3 separate regions of the Sus scrofa genome follow, and regions 1 and 3 are each linked to region 2. The links are chromatin contacts, called in public Hi-C and HiChIP or PLAC-seq maps. All regions are on one chromosome and are shown on one strand. Each heading gives the region's core, a stretch centred on a gene start, on an enhancer-like site or on the middle of the called end of the contact. The rest is flanking DNA. Distances are from core to core; before and after follow the strand shown. Region 1 overlaps PSMB7 (proteasome subunit beta 7). Region 2 holds the start of NEK6 (serine/threonine-protein kinase Nek6). Region 3 has its middle 83 kb from the start of NEK6.

Region 1 (2,726 bases), core at 154-2,653, 99 kb before region 2:
TTTGGATCTGAATATTGCTCTCTCTCCGCCGTATTACACTGTAGAAATGTGTAGGTGGTGGTCTCTGGGCGGTTTTGGGAAACTGTGGAAATGACCATCAGAGGGGCTGCTGGTTGGCCCAGAGAGAGATGGGCAGCCACCATCCTTCTCTTAAACTTGCTCAGGTTCTGAAGATCCTTGCTGATGGGGGAGCGACACCTGCATCAAGAGACAGCTGTCTCCTGTCCCCGACGTGCCAAGGAGCTCACAGCTGAGTCAGGCTACTTGTGAGCTGGTGTGGTGCCCTGGCATTCCGGCTCTGGAGCCCAATGGACCTGTCTTACTATTTCCTACTGTGCGACCCTGTGGGCTCTCTCAGCCTTAGTTTTTGACAGTACCAACCTCAGAAGGTGGTTAAGGGCAGGAGTAAAATTGATGATCATCAAAGTGCCTGCCTAACTCAGTACTTGGCACATTATACTAAGTGCTCAGTAAATTGTAAGGTTCACTCCTTTCATAAATCTTCAGCCCTGTGTATGTGAGAGGGAGGTAGGACTGGGGGGAAAAAAAAGACTTGTGAGATTTCCTTCCTTAAGGAATTATCTTCCCTATAATGGGGAGATGGATGGGGTTAAATGTATGTTCCCTAATTTTTAAAGACATACTTAAATAATAGCACATACGATAATTTTATGAGTAAATCAGGCTCTACACAGTACCTTTTACACATTTTTAAGTTTCATAAGTTCATCTACTCACATTAAGGAATATTTGGAAAATAAATCTTCCATTCCCATCCCCAAATATAAACTAGTTTGAGAAATTTAAACCTGCGGAGCTGTAACCACTGCCAGCAGGATTTGTGACGTCTACTTAGCACTGTTGGCTGGCTCCAAGCACCAGCAGCAGTGACAAGAAAGCAAAGGAAATAATAGAACAGCAGAGAAAGGAGGAGAAGAGGAGGTGGTAGATCAGGAGAAGGATGTAACAAGCAAGACACACACGCACACACACGTTGTTTATTAAGAGAAGCAAGTTGGAATGGGGTTGCATTTGTGAAGTTAGTGGTTGGTTTTTGCTGTCTCTGTGGCAGCAGCAGTAGCAGCAGCAACCATCTCCTGCTCTGAGATGCTTTCTTTGCTCCCACCTTCACTGGTTGCTGGTAAGGCCTTTGGCCTCTATAGACTTGGGACTCTCAGCAGAGAATTTCCTATCAGAGGATCCTGTTTGAATGAATCCTACAGGGCTCTATCTGCGCAAGAGGATAACTGGTTTCATTGGCCCCACATAGGTACTGCTCAGGAAGTGAAAAAAAAATCTGGTGGGATCAAGATCAGAATAACCCCCAGCCCCTGCTGCTGGGTTGCTGAGGATCCCACTTCCAGCAGGGCCTTCTCTATCCTTCTGTGAGTCTGCAGAGGGCGCTCATGTCACTGGCATCCCACTTACTGGCTTAGGGCAGGCAGGGGAGCAGGAGGCCTGAGAGTGATCTCTCAGATCTTCTCGTGACTTGAAGCCAGTGAACCTGCTCTTTGATGTCAGACTGGAATTTGGGGCCTGGCACTGGCGTTTCTCCCAGGATGTTCCTTTAGTTCATCTTGCATGTATATGGCCCCTCATGCCTGGGAAGGAGCTGAAGTTAATATTAATAGTCTCTTCTTTGGGAGATTTTTTTTTTTTTTTGGTCCTTGTTGTGTAAAGAGCTTGAACTTGGCATTTCTCCAGGACTTGCCTTGCTGCTGCTGGTCTTCTGTTTCACTGCCCTGTTTTCTGAATGTCTGGTGTGCAGCCTGTCTTCAGCCCTCCCTGAGGCTTTGCTGACCCAGCCGGTTCCCACAGCTCCTTTTCAGTTATCAATTAACTCTCACTACACTGCGTTGTAGTTCCTTGGGTCTCTTGATCCCACTGGACTCTACACCCCTGCAGGGCAGGGGTCTTGGAGGCTTTGCCCATCTCTGCATCCCTAGCTTGGGTACAGGACCCTGCAAGTGATAGGCCTTTGGATAAGAAATGAATTCATCTACTTGTTCACCAGTAACTGTGGGAGACTTAGACTTGCCCTTAAAGGAGAAATGAAAGAGAGTGATTCCAAAAATGAATCACTTTAGTGAACGTGCGTTCTCATTAGTAGGAGGTGATAGAGTTTTTGGGGCAAGAGGTCCCCACCCTTGGCTTTGCCAACATTTCCCCAGAACCATTATGTTCTGGTGTTAGTTTTTTCCCTGTGATACTGACTTTCTTCATTGTGTTACCCAGGAAGCAGATCGCAGCCACTTGGGGACATTTTTGATCACGGGTCTGCCCATGGACCCAAATCCAGCCTACCGTTCATTTTTGTTTAATGGAGTTTCGTTGGCACACGGTCATGCCCATTTGTTTACAGACTGTCTGTGGCTGATTGTGCTGCCATGACTGAGTTGAGTAGTTATGGTGAAGACTCTATATTCACAAAGCCTAAAATATTTACTACCTGGTCCTTTGTAAGGAAGGTTTACCACCCCCCGTTTTAGGTGATAAATTGCTCTGTCAGCCCACAGGATTCAGTTAGGCGGTGAGCGTCTGGTGTGAAGCGGTGTGTTGAAGAGAGGGCGTGTGCGGTAAAGGGGCCCTGACTCACCAGCTGAGGAACCTGGGGCAAATCCTCAAGGAGCTTTGAGACCTTTGGTTCATCTCTAAAACAATGCCTGCCTCATAGGTAGGCTCCCCCCCTTTCCCTTCCTGCTCGTGACAGCGCTGTGGACAGCAGA
Region 2 (2,700 bases), core at 24-2,523:
AAGGACAGACCCTGGAAAACAGTGTCCCAAGCCTGCTGTGATCAATTTACTGTCTTGGGGGCTCATACTTGGTGCTCAGGCTTGATACAAAGAATCAGATGAGTATCTATCTACTCTGCAAGGCAGGCAGAGAGAGACCCCTAGATAATACAGCCAAGTGTCTCTGGGCCCCTGGTCTCCCCAGGGTCAGCCACACCCCAGGCCTGGGGAAAGGGTTAAAATTCACCAGGGCCAGAAAGGGGCAAGAACAAAGCCAGGAGACCCAGAAGAGTATTTAGGAAAATGAATCCAAGTCCTCCAGGGCCAAGCTAAGCAGCTCCACCAGGCCCACCACAGCCCCACGGAGGGGCCTGCCAGTGGCCCTACCCAGGCCCCGCTGGGCTCTGCAATGTGACCTCTGGCCTCTCCTTCACCAAACAAGGCCCAGCACCCACTGGGTGCTCAGGCCGGGCCTGCTTCTCCACCAGCTCATCACACAGTAAGCCTGGGGGGCGCAAAGGGGACCCTCAGCCCCCAGAGTAAACATACTTGAACACTCCTGTACACAAAGTACACGCTCACAGCCACATGTGCACACTTTTGTCCTCATGGGCTCCTAAGTCCGCACACAAATCACTTGTGGGCACTCACTCGTGTGTGTGCGCACACATAGCCCCAGAACCCACACGTTCTCCGTCACAAAAATGAGATCCCACAAGAAGCATTTGGCACATAGTAAACACTCAATAAATGGACAAATGGCAGCCATGCCCACTCGCCCCGCACTCATTCACACCAAACCCCACGATCACAACGCTCCCATGTGCACACGCACCAACTCGGCCACAGGCACGCGCACACTCCTGCGAACACACCCGGAGGGACAGATGGACACGCCGCCCACGCACGCTCCGACGCACGGCCCGGGACACACTCAAGGCTCACGCGCGCCCCGACCTCCCGCGTGCACACCCGCCAGCTCTCCCCCGCGGAGCCTCGGGCGCGCGCGCGGGCGCGCGCACCCCCCTGCTCGGCCCGGGTGTGGGTGACTGCCCCGCCGCCCGGCCCCCGCCCCTTTCCCGGCCCGCGCCGGTCCGATCCGGCCGGGCCCCGGCCCCAGGTCACTCACCGGCTCGCAGGCGGGCTCGGCTGCGGGCTGAAGGACCCGCGCACGGACCGGCGGGCGGCCGGCAGGAGCAGTGGGTCCCACACGAGTTGGCGGCGCCGCGGCCGCACGCTGGTCCGCTGGGTTCCGCCGCCGCCTGCGCGGGCCCGCGTGCGCGCTCCCGCCCTCCCCGCCGCGGGGCCGCGCCGCCCCCTGCGCTCGTGCGCGCTGCCGCCACGCAGGCTCGGGGGGCGACGGGGCGGCGCCCTCTCCACGCGCGGATCTCCCACTCTCCCAAGCCCGCTTAGCTGAGGACCCCCTCCCCATTTTCAAGCTGGGGAAACTGAGGCCCAGACTCACCCAGCGAGTCAGGCCTAACATGTCTCCTTCTCAAGCTCTAGACATTTAGGATTAGCGTCTGCAGCCAGTCAACCCCCCTGGACCCCTGCCACGCCTCTTTGGGTACCCTTCCCCCGACATTGCTCCCACCATAGCCCTGGTCATGTGGATCTCGGCTCATCAACAAGCACTTATTTTGCGCCTGCTGAATGAGCCGCTGAAATAAGCTCCAAGGGTATCTCGATGTGTGAAGGTGCTGGTCCCTGCTCTCAGGGGCCAACGTCTCTTGTCTGGAGCTCCCCAATTCCTGTGAACCCCAAGACCGGTAAGTGTCAGTGTGCAGACGTTTCTGGAAGAAGATTCTACTGAGGAATGCTTATCACCCCCTCTAAGGAGACAGAGTCCACATGGGGGCCCAAAGGCAGCAGCTCAGTTCCCTGCTTCACTTCCTAGAAGGGCCCCCACCCCCCAAAAAAGGGGACCCTCCTGGCTCAGACAGTTATTGCATCCACACTTGCTGATGCTTCTCCTCACGTGCAAAACTGTGCTGTGTCCCCAAGGAGGGCAGGAACCAGAGACTGACGCTGACTGCCTGCCAGCTGCCCAGCTTGGTCAGGGCACGGTCCTGGGCACAGGGGGATGCCCACTGGGCCTTGTTTGCCCAGTGAGTGACCATGTTTCAAGTGGCTGTGATCTATGACAATAACGACACCAACTGAACACCCACTGTGTGCCAGACTCATGGCTGCACACTCTGCCTGGCTGGTGCCATTCGGTCCCACAGCCATTCTATGAAGAAGGCTTTAAGCTGCTTTTGAGCCCATTTTGCAGATGGGGTAAACGAGGCCTAGAAACGATGCTTAGAAAAGCAAAGTCTCTTGCCCAAAGGCACCCAGCTGGTAAGTGGTCGAGCTAGCAGTTGGACCACAGATTGTCTGATTCCAGTGTCTATGTCCCTAATCTAGATGGTGAACAGATCAGCTCTGTGCTGCTGATATAAGGAGGGGCCGACTGCTGATATAAGAGGAAACAGCCCTCCCACAAACCAACCCCGATGAGACAGATCATTCTGCAAACTGGTTAGTTGGGGATCTATTTACAACCTCACATCACATGATATACTTTATAATGAATGCCAGCTAAATTGAAGAGTTAAATATAAGAAATAAACGGTGCATGAAATAATAGGAAAAAATCAAAATTTGGAGATAGTGGGGCCCAGTGGGCATCCCCCTGTGCCCGGGACTGTGACCTGACCTAGCAGATGGGTGCTATTG
Region 3 (2,987 bases), core at 43-2,542, 83 kb after region 2:
ATAAGACCTTGAAAATCTTCCTTTCTCTTTTTCCTTCCCCTAGAACAACAGAAAAACAGCTCACGTGTGAGGATGGCATACGTTGAAAAAGAGGACCTAGGTTTTCAGCCGCCTCCTCACTGTGTACCCCTGAGGTTTGTTCCGTGGACCTCAGCTTTCTCATCTGTAAAATGGGACTCCTGAACCCGCAGATCAACTTGAGGAGCTTCTGGCTCTGGTGGCCTGGGCTTCTCTGGCTGGGGAGGGAGGGTGACAGAACAGGAAATCCTGAAACTGGTGGGGTAAGCATGGGGCAGCAATGGGTCACCACAGGCTGTGAGGACAGGACACCACAAAACGGGAGAAGCTGGTTACGCCTGCAAAGTGCTTCTTTCTAACCATTGCGAGATGACAGGCTTCGTTGTAATGCTGCTCCTCCACGGAGTTTTGGGAGAAGAGCTCCAAGATCTCCAGCTGAGGGGGTGGCCAGGCACCCCGTCTGGTGAGCTCTACTGTCTCCAGACCTCCTGGCCCCTGAGTGGCAGGAACGACTTGGGCTGGTGCAGAAACCTTAAGAGACTGCGCCCCCTGGTGGCCGGACTCTGTCATTGCAGTGTAGGGCTCCGAGCCCGGAAAGGTGACACCCGCGGACCAGTGATTTGGTCTCAGCGGGCAAATTTCTTTCCAAGTGGACACTAGGAGCAGGGCTTGGAAAGAGGGTGACTCAAGTTGGGGCAAGCCCATAGGGTGGAAGGCTGGTAAGGACCCTCCACTAACCTCTTCACAAAGTTTGCTGAGCACCTACTGTGTGCCAGGCAGTATGCTGGGCTTTCCAGCCCAGGGTGGGAGATGAAGGCCTTGCTCTGTGAGGAGCTCACAGCTCAGTGGGCTGAGGACCTACTGTGTGCCCGGTTCTTACTTCCTGGAAGCCTCACACCACCTGGGAGGTGAGAGTGATGGTTCCCATTTTACAGGTGTGGAAGCTGAGACCGCACAGCTCCAAGAGGCACAGCTGGGATTCATTCTTCGGTCTGGAGGATCCCAAATTTGCCCATCACGAGAGGTTTGTATTGTAGGAAGAGCCAGGCGCTTCCTGGCAAGCAGCTCATCCCAGGTAGCCTCCTTTGGGAACTGGGGCCTGTGAGGTGCCTGTGGGTTCAACAAGGGCGGGAGCGTCCTGAGGCCCAAGCCCTGGGCCAATGGCACCTCCTTCCACAGTGGGGGATGCTCCCCCCACCTCCAGGCGTCCTGGAGGCCGGGCATTGTTCTCATTGTCTCGGCCCTCTCTTTGTCTCCGGAACATCCGGGGTTGGCTCCTCCCCTGGCGGCAGAGATGGGGGCCAGCTGCCTGGAGAGTCGGCCGCACGGCTGCTGCCGCTCATTAGAGCCCTCGCAAATGCCTCTCTCTCCTCTCTCTGGGGACTCCCCACCCCATGGTCTGAGTTTGACATGAATCTAAAAATAGCTGCTGTTTTGTTCCTTTGTTGGAGGGGAGGGGCTGGCAGAGGGGCTCCAGCTCCCCTTAATGACCTGCCCACAAAGAACAAAGCCTTTTCTCTGCATTTGCTTCGCTTCCTCAGCGCCCTGGCTTCCTCGGCTCATGGAGAAGAAGGCTGAATGGTGGTCCTACTGGCGGGAGGAAGGGCCTGGACTGCGGCAGCGCCCAGGGTGTCAGGAGGCCTGTGGGCGGGGCTCCGAGGGGGGAGGGGTCTGCCTGTGTCCAAGTGACAGTGTGTGTGATGTCACGCCACATGGCGCAACTGATGGAGTATAGGACTGCAAAGCACTGAATGTCACCGAGCTGGGGGACACTGCGTGCCTGGGCGGGGATGACACCAGGGAGAAATGTTGCCTGTTTGTAGCCTCTCCACACACAGGTGACAAATAGTTGGTGTGTGTTGGTTTGACATGGTGTGATGGGGCTGACTGCAGGTGACACCATGACTCTGTAGTGCTGATAACGGAGGTGGGGCTAACTGTGCAGGTGACATTGCAAGTAGCATTGGGAGAAAAACTGGTCCAGAGGTAGACGTACCACACTCCTGCTGAGGCCTGTCCAGGAGAGTGGGACCTGGGGGTGATCAGGAGGGTTCCAGCTTCATCTGTAATGTTTGGGTTCCTTTCTCACGGGAGAACGTATGCCTGTATGACTGTGTAATTTTAAGAAGATGTGAAGCAGATGTGTGTGACAAAAAAGTTATTTGTTGTTCATCTAGTGGTGTGATTATGAGTGATTATTCTTTTGGTTGTCTGAATTTTAATCTCTCTAAATCATTTAAAGCAATACACGCTCATGATGGAGTTTGCAAGTCACAAAAGTTGACTTCCTGTCGGACTTTGCGGTGTGCTTTACGTGGATTATCTCATGGAATATTTACCACAATCCTAGGAAGGAGGCACCCTTAGCATCTCCCATTATAGAGATGGATGAACTGAAGCTCAGAGGCCCATGGCAGGTCTGCCAACTCTCACCTCAACGTCCACACCACATGGGATTTCAGGAAAGCTCAGAATATCCCTCTGCTGGACAACCCTGCCACTGAGGGGATGAGGGCTGCGTCCCATGTACTAGTGACTTCTGCCACATGATATATCAGCCCCAAATGTAATGGCTTAAAACAACAGTAATCTTTCTCATGGTTTCTCTGAGTTGGGGATTTGAGCCTGCAACTTCAGGAAGATGTTGGAAGGCTGTAGAATTCAACTTCCAGGTTGGCTGACTCACATTTCTAACAAGCTGGTGAGGGCTGAGTCACTGTCTGTGGGTGCCTCTCCTCAGGGCAGCTTGAGCTTCCTCACAGCATGGCGACTGGGAACCAAGCATGAGCATCCCAGGAGAAGAGGGCAGAAGCTGTATCATCTCTGAACACTTGGTCTCGAAGTCACATAACATCACTTCTGCAGTATTCTCTTGGCCATGGGATCAGGTCTGATTCAGTGCAGAGGAGGACTGCCAGGAACTATGCAGGATCTGAGATTTTACCCTACTTACAAGCTAAGAAGTTAAC

The links. A called contact is a pair of places that touch in the nucleus more often than the background predicts. HiChIP or PLAC-seq counts read pairs in DNA pulled down with a chosen protein or histone mark.
Region 1: a contact with region 2 is called in a Hi-C map of alveolar macrophages, with 1.9 times the contacts expected there. The contact joins the enhancer-like site here to the promoter of NEK6 in region 2. A contact is called at or near these places in 5 of 47 Hi-C or Micro-C datasets (alveolar macrophages, blood, embryonic fibroblasts and 2 more) and 1 of 2 datasets of contacts at active chromatin or transcription factors (alveolar macrophages).
Region 3: a contact with region 2 is called in an H3K27ac HiChIP or PLAC-seq map of alveolar macrophages. The contact joins the enhancer-like site here to the promoter of NEK6 in region 2. A contact is called at or near these places in 1 of 5 promoter capture datasets (liver), 4 of 47 Hi-C or Micro-C datasets (alveolar macrophages, blood, embryonic fibroblasts and 1 more) and 2 of 2 datasets of contacts at active chromatin or transcription factors (alveolar macrophages and skeletal muscle).

Annotation. Positions count from the first base shown.
Region 1 is chr1:265,175,843-265,178,568 of Sscrofa11.1, reverse strand. The region is part of intron 6 of PSMB7 (proteasome subunit beta 7); the gene reads left to right. Among named protein-coding and RNA genes, the nearest start is that of PSMB7, 58 kb to the left of the region's middle. Within about 2 kb of position 1,403, at least 5 of the 83 cell types and tissues checked have an H3K27ac peak or open chromatin away from gene starts, as enhancers often do. A contact at or near this core is called in alveolar macrophages, where this site is marked.
Region 2 is chr1:265,076,980-265,079,679 of Sscrofa11.1, reverse strand. It overlaps NEK6 (serine/threonine-protein kinase Nek6), which reads right to left and starts at 1,273. Exons shown (of 10, transcript XM_003122163.5): 1 at 1,109-1,273.
Region 3 is chr1:264,993,891-264,996,877 of Sscrofa11.1, reverse strand. No RefSeq gene overlaps it. Among named protein-coding and RNA genes, the nearest start is that of NEK6, 83 kb to the left of the region's middle. Within about 2 kb of position 1,292, at least 14 of the 83 cell types and tissues checked have an H3K27ac peak or open chromatin away from gene starts, as enhancers often do. A contact at or near this core is called in alveolar macrophages, where this site is marked.